2 separate regions of the Mus musculus genome follow, and region 1 is linked to region 2. The links are chromatin contacts, called in public Hi-C maps. All regions are on one chromosome and are shown on one strand. Each heading gives the region's core, a stretch centred on a gene start, on an enhancer-like site or on the middle of the called end of the contact. The rest is flanking DNA. Distances are from core to core; before and after follow the strand shown.

The links. Hi-C and Micro-C count contacts between places; a contact is called where the count stands out from the background.
Region 1: a Hi-C map of pancreatic cancer cells shows a contact between it and region 2, with 2.0 times the contacts expected there. The contact joins two enhancer-like sites. A contact is called at or near these places in 10 of 484 Hi-C or Micro-C datasets (the C2C12 cell line, the STO cell line, embryonic fibroblasts and 5 more) and 1 of 9 other capture datasets (adipose tissue).

What each region holds. Positions count from the first base shown.
Region 1 is chr10:90,142,937-90,146,337 of GRCm38.p6, reverse strand. The region is part of intron 8 of Anks1b (ankyrin repeat and sterile alpha motif domain containing 1B); the gene reads right to left. Among named protein-coding and RNA genes, the nearest start is that of Anks1b, 270 kb to the right of the region's middle. Within about 2 kb of position 1,742, at least 17 of the 459 cell types and tissues checked have an H3K27ac peak or open chromatin away from gene starts, as enhancers often do. A contact at or near this core is called in pancreatic cancer cells, where this site is marked.
Region 2 is chr10:90,072,666-90,076,227 of GRCm38.p6, reverse strand. It overlaps Anks1b (ankyrin repeat and sterile alpha motif domain containing 1B), which reads right to left. Exons shown (of 27, transcript NM_001359241.1): 7 at 2,136-2,249. Among named protein-coding and RNA genes, the nearest start is that of Anks1b, 200 kb to the right of the region's middle. Within about 2 kb of position 1,332, at least 2 of the 459 cell types and tissues checked have an H3K27ac peak or open chromatin away from gene starts, as enhancers often do. A contact at or near this core is called in pancreatic cancer cells, where this site is marked.

The sequences.
Region 1 (3,401 bases), core at 493-2,992, 70 kb before region 2:
ATATGTGTGGTTGTGGTGTGTCCACTGACACATACATGCTCTTGCGTCTGTCCTTGCCTTTTCCTTGTTCTTTGCTGCTCACCATTGCCTCCTAGCTTCCAGGGAGTCTTTTGTCTCTGCCTCCCATCTCGCCACAGGAGCACTGAGATTACACATGGGTGACACTTTGCTCAGCTTCAGCAGGTTCTCAGGACTCAAATTCTGGTCCTCAGGCTTGCAGAGTGAATGCTTTAACCCCTGAGAATCTTCTGACTCCCTGTAAGGCTTGTTTGCATGTTTGTTTTTAAACCGACTAACCAGCACTTGTCTTATGAGAAAGAGGACTGGAGTGAGGATCCCGAGTTATGGTGGTGAACTAAGCTAGTCCTTCGGAAATATACTTACTTGTGATGCATAATGATTTGTTATTGATGCCTGGCTGTTTTTTTACTATCTAAACATCTTTGTTAATGTGTTTATGAATGCTACCGATCCAGAGTTCTTATAGGGTAGGGGGACTTTATGTAATGGCACAGCAATAAAAGCATCATAAATTACATTGGAAAAAGCCCTCAATTTTTATTTTCTAAAAGATTTTTTTAACCACTGAAATAACTAAGCCTGAAATTTTATCCATTTTTAAACTTGGATAAAAGATAAGACTGTGTACTATAATTGGAAAGAAAATAGATTCTAGTTATAAATCAATATTTTAAAGTTAATATACATACATATGTTTCCAGATTCTATCTTTATTAAGTTGTTTTCATAATCTGTAAAAGAAAGGGGAATGGGGGAATGATGTAACTGCATTTTAATTTAAACAATAAATCATTAATCAAAAATATTAGTTTATCCTTTACTCTAGAAGTAGCTTAGACTCATCACTAAGATTTAAGTTTCCTGAATAGATCAGCAATATCTCACCAATGGGCTAGTGGTAATCATAATTCATGATACTTCTGAACTCTTGGAAATTTTATAATAACATTCTCCTAGTATTGCTTTTTCCAATGAATTTTTTTTCCTGTCTTCATGAACATACATTGTTCTATGTCTGTGGAGGTTAATATTCTGTTACAATTAAAAGACAATTTTAGGCAAAATATCTCTCTCTCTGTCTCTCTCTCTCTGTGTGTCTCTCTGTCTCTGTCTCTCTGTCTCTCTGTCTCTCTCTCTCTCTCTCTCTCTCTCTCTCTCTCTCTCTCTCGCTTCCTCTTTCCCTTCCTCTCCCCCTCCCTCCCTCTCTCCCTCCTGTATGTTCTTCTGTCTGGAAACTGTAGCTGCCCCAAACCTTACTCTTTGTATGTACAACTTAGTGGAATTATATAACTCCATCTCTGTTTTCCTCCCTGTAACATTCTTATAGGATATTATATCTATGCAGAAAACAGGAGTGTCTGGTGAGTCTGTCAACTTTCCTTTGATAATGAAGGTTTTCTTCTTTTCAGTGTTCTGGTAGTTTACATGAGGAGTTTTTCTATGCCATTATCAATGTATGTAGGTCTGACATGAATCATTTTTAGATAAGACACATATTATTTATAACTATATCTCTAGTGTACAGCTCTCTTCATTGCCTACTTCCTGCTGGCTGGGTCATACCATTTTTCTATTTTGAACAAATGCTTTAATTATGTTAATATTCATTTTCTTCTTATTGAAAGTCCACATTTATCACTTGGAGTTAGTCATTTCCTGTCTTACTCATGCTCTTGCCAATTTCTCAATTTCTAAAAAATTAGTCACCTCTCACATAGTATTTTTTTTCAGTGATTTTTATACCAATGAAGGCACATGCTAAAAAATCCTAAGCTTGGGAGCCAGCAGGTCTCTGACTCCTTTGCGTGCTCTTGGGACTCTCTTCCTCCTGTTGGGTTGTTGTGTTCAGCTAATATGAGGGTTTTTACCTTGTCTAATTGTATCATGTATTGTCTTGTTTGGCTGTTGTCTCTTGGAGAGCTCCTCTTTTCTGAAGGAAAATGGAAGAGGAGTGGAGTTGGGAGAGATGGAAGGTGGGGGAAACTGAGAGGAATGGAGGGAGGGGAAACTGTGGTCAGGATGTATTATGTGAGAGAAGAATTTATTTGCAACAAAAACAGGAAGAAAAAAAAAGAAACAGTAAATGAAAACTTCCTCCTGTACAAATATCAGTAGCAAAAAAAAAAAAAAAAGTGTCAAATTAACCCGAACTTGCTATGAACATAATTTCACTACCACTTAGAAGGAATATATTTAAAATTATATTATTTATACCTACTACCTCAAAAAAATCACTTCAATTTCTTAAATAGTCATTGATCAAAAACAGATGAGAACAAATAGCTATGCTACAAAAGCATACTTGTATCTCATTCTGTAGGAAGGAATCTAAACACACATTGCTCAACTTATTTGTTTGGTGTTGACTCTTGATCTACACAATGTAAACCCACAGATAATAGGAGACTCAAGTGTGGTATTGCTTGTGAATGACTGCCTGCTACCAAGAGAGGAGTAGATAAAAAGAAAGGCACCCTGAGTTTCAGAAACATGACCAGGACAGGAGTGACAATAAAGAATCTCTGAAAAAAATCTGCTGCTTAAAGACAATATGTAAGACAAATTTTAGGACATGCACCCACTTTCTTCCCAGATTTCTAGCTCTCTGAATAAAGCAGTTTAAAGATTCAGTTCCTGGTTTTGCCTGTGTGTCTGTCCCGTGTCATGAACTCAAGTACAAAACTACTGCTTACAAATTGAGAAAAGTAAAGAAACAAAACTATCTCAGGACACCTGAACTTGGTATATAAAAGGACATAGCTAGACAGTAAAACCAGACACAATTTGTAAGTAGTTAGAGATGCAATAGGTGCTAGAAGAATGAACAGATATTTCCAATGAGGGAGAAAGAAGGAAAGAAGACAACGCTCTTGCATTTGAGCACCAATCCTTCAGAGTATGAGAATTCTATGCAGAGAAGAAAAAATGTGAATGGAGCTGAACAGGCACAAAAGCACAGCAGTATGAAGATAATGGCTGTCTGACAAACTCTTCCATAAAGGAAAGCAGGATGGAGAAAGCCAGAGAGACTCTATCAGGGCTCTGCTATAAGAAGAAGATGATTTAGAAGATGTTCAACACAAGTCAAGACACAATTTCTACCTCTAGTTGTACTCTGATAAGAAACCAGAAAGCACAAGAGTTGAGTACAAAGCATTCATGAGAAATCTCCCTGAATTCCCTATGTAAGGGTGGTCCAGACAACAGGTCTACCCTTTTGAACTATGCTACATGGTACATGAAGTATATCTCATCTATATGAGTATAGGAATAATACTATCTATTAATGGTATAGTCTAGGAAATTAGTATATACATATTCTTTATGAGACAACTCTTATTTCTCCTTCTTTTATGCTTCCATTTAGACAACTGTAATAT
Region 2 (3,562 bases), core at 83-2,582:
CTGATCTATGTATCTTGTTTTAATGATTGCATAATATCTTTTTTATTATTGACACTTCCCAGCAACAATGCCAGGAACCTCCAACATGGAAAAGAGGATGCTGGAGCCTGCATGTTTGTAGACAGGAATCACAGTGAATGTACCTTGTGCCATATGCATTCATCAGCCGAAAAATCACTAAGATTTTAATGAAGGAAATCATAAAATCCTCTGGAAAAAGTGCAAAGCTTCCTGACCTCAGTCTGAAAAATGCTTTTTTTTTTTTTTAGATACCAAAAGCCCAGGGTAATAAATCAAAGTTGGTAAATGAACTAAATCATAGGAGAAGCCTTCTGTGGGACAAGGAAACAATCCATAAAATAAAGGCAGCTTATCAAGTGAAAGAAAATGTTTACAAATCATAGATCTGATAAAGGCTCAATATCTGAATATACATGTGTGTGTGTGTGTGTGTGTGTGTGTGTGTGTGTGTGTGTGTATTCAGTAACCAAACAAGATCAAATAACCTAAATTGGCTAAATTGGCAAGTGATATACTTTTATTTTTCAAAGAAAGAAAGAAAGAAAGAAAGAGAGAGAGAGAGAGAGAGAGAGAGAGAGAGAGAGAGAAAGAAAGAAAGAAAGAAAGAAAGAAAGAAAGAAAGAAAGAAAGAAAGGAGGAAGGAAGGAAAGAAAAGAGAGAAAGAGAGAGAGAAAGAAAGAAAGAAAGAAAGAAAGAAAGAAAGAAAGAAAGAAAGAAAGAAAGAAAGAAAGAGGAAGGAAGGAAGAAAGGAAAGGAAGAGGAAGGAAGAAAGAAAGATACATTAAAATGATATGCAGCATCACTGGCCATCAGGGAACTACCAATTAAAACCACAAAGAGGTCTTGTTTTACAGTTATTATCAAAATGATAAAAGAAAGCAAATGTTGGAGAGGCCTGGGGTGAAGAATTTTGTGTATACTGTTGTGGGAACATACAGGCCACTGTAGAAAAGCATGAGAGCTCTTCAGTACAGCAACCTACTTCAGTCTAACACTCTCCCAGCTGAGCTATTTCAGCCCCCAGTAACCGACTTCTAATGTCTACCTCTAGTAAATAAAATCGACATCTTGAATAGAAACATATGTGTCCCATTTTAACTGAATGGGTTAGGATTGCTACGATATGAGGAAAAAATTAAGAGTCCTTTGTTGGATGGATGGATGGGTGGGTGGGTGGGTGGATGGATGGGGAAAATACAAATGGATAATAGACCACTATGAACACTTGTGAGAAGGGTGCCTATCTTTTGAGTAAGCCCTGATGTCACTGGAAGCTGAGCAAGCTGACGCTGAAATAAACAAATACTGGATGATCTCACTAACATGAGCGATATAAGGTTAACTTATAAAGGCAGACAGGGATTGTGGTTAGCAGAGTCTACAGTAGGAAGGAAATGATGGAGAGAGTGATTAATGGGTTCACAGTTTCAGTCAGGAGAGAATGGATTAACTCAGGAAATTTCCCATGACATTTGATACTGTTTTCACCAACAAAAAGTGGGGATTGTGCAAAGTGACACATTTGTTAATTAGTTTAGATGTAATAATCAACTCACTGTGTGTGTGCCAAGACCTCACATTATATGCTGCAAATATAAAAGTATTTGCCAAATACACCTCATAAAGCTAGAGAAAATACATTTCTACTCCATATAAACTTCATTACTGGGATTGCTAACTACCTTGCTTGTTGCCCTATGTCAGTAACACATGCAATCAGCGACACATGCAATCCCTAGGTCAGTGACACATGTAATCCCTATGTCAGTGCCATGAACAATCCCTATGTCAGTGATGCATGTAATTCCTGTGTCAGTGACACCTGTAATCCCTAGGTCAGTGACACATGTAATCCCTAGGTCAGTGACACATGTAATTCTATGTCAGTGCCATGAACAATCCATATGTCATTACCATGATAATTCCAAACAATCAGCAGAAACTCTATAAATGCTGACTACGGAAATATATAAAATATGAAGTATAAACCACACACACATACACAAAAAAAACCTTGATTGGACATTTCTATTGGTGCCAACCCTTCCTATGCACTTTGACAAATTTGACCAGACATGACTGGCACTGTTTCAGGGGTTTAACCAACTACGCACTTTTAGTCTTTTGAGGAGACTCGGCAGGAGACGAAAGGTGTGTCTCTTGTGCTGTATCTTCCTGAGCATGCTCTTCCAGGACTGCTGCTGACCTTCCTGCGCCTTCCAAGTAATCTGTGGGTAGAATTAAATCTGTGAATATGCCATTGCATTCATGGGTGCTCAAAATCAAGAGCTACCACAAATAAATCCCAAGTTTTTAAAGAAATAAAATAATCAGAAACTGAAAGAAGTCCAAAAAATTCATAAGCTGTGAGCTTAATAAAACATTTAAGTAGAAACAGTGTTTCCTTAGAGATAAACATGTCTGTCGAAGACATAAGCATCCCCTTAATCTTGTTAAATATTTTCTGTTTGACAATTTAAAGTTCCCCCAAAAGATGCTCCGAATAGATGTGATCTGTAAAACTGAGATGCTCGATTCCAATGGGTGTGATCAACCACCTGGGCAACAGGAGTGAATGAAACGGACAGTGGTGGTGCAAGCTTAAAAGATAAGCACAACACTCACACTAAACTTCATTTATATACAGAAAAAGTCATTCCTGTCACTCTTGAAGGAATATCCTGCATGCAACCTATCTTTCACTTTTTTCTTGTTTGTTTGTTTTTTTTTTTTTGTTTTTGATAGAACCATAATAAATAACAGCATGATTCTAAATGCTTGACATAAGTAAAGCTTCTTAATCCTTACAAAGCTGGCTTGTTCACTATTATTATCTCAGTTTGTTTGGGTCTGTGTGTTTGTTGGAGGGGGTGCTGTTAGTTAGATTTGAGATTTGAGACAGGACCTCATCATGTAGCCCAGGCTGACCTTGAACTTGTGAACTTCCTGGCTTAGCATCCTGAGTTCTGAGCTCACAGGCATGCACCACCATTCCCAGCTCTGTCTCAATTTTAGAGATGACAACTCACAAGAGGAGTGTGACAAACTTGTCCCACTACTAAGTGGTGGAACCAGATAGAGAGGGGACATCAAAACATGCCGCTGTTGCCTTAATCAAAGGGGAAACGACACTGAATGCAGTGATAAGTGTCAATGAACACTCAGCCTGGATGGCACAGGAAGAACAGGCCAGGACAGAACGTGTTTAATAAGACAGCAGGTGCGCCATTTAAAAGTTCAGCACTTACATAAGATGGAAGCCTGTATTTCCACAGATGCCAAAATTCTGAAGATTCAACTACAATTGTGGATTTAAAAAAAAAAATGTTGACAGCTAATTTGGATTTTATGGAAGCAGTGCTGGTAAAATATCTCTGGTCTAAGGAAAATATCTGTTATCCACTAAAATATTGAGCCCATGTAGGGCTAGGTTATAGCCTCCTTCTAAAGGGGAAAATCAGATTGTCTCCCACTGGGCTCCTTTGCTTGTGTTCTTTATTCAGAAATAATCTGCTCCGTAAGAATCCACATTGTAACATCA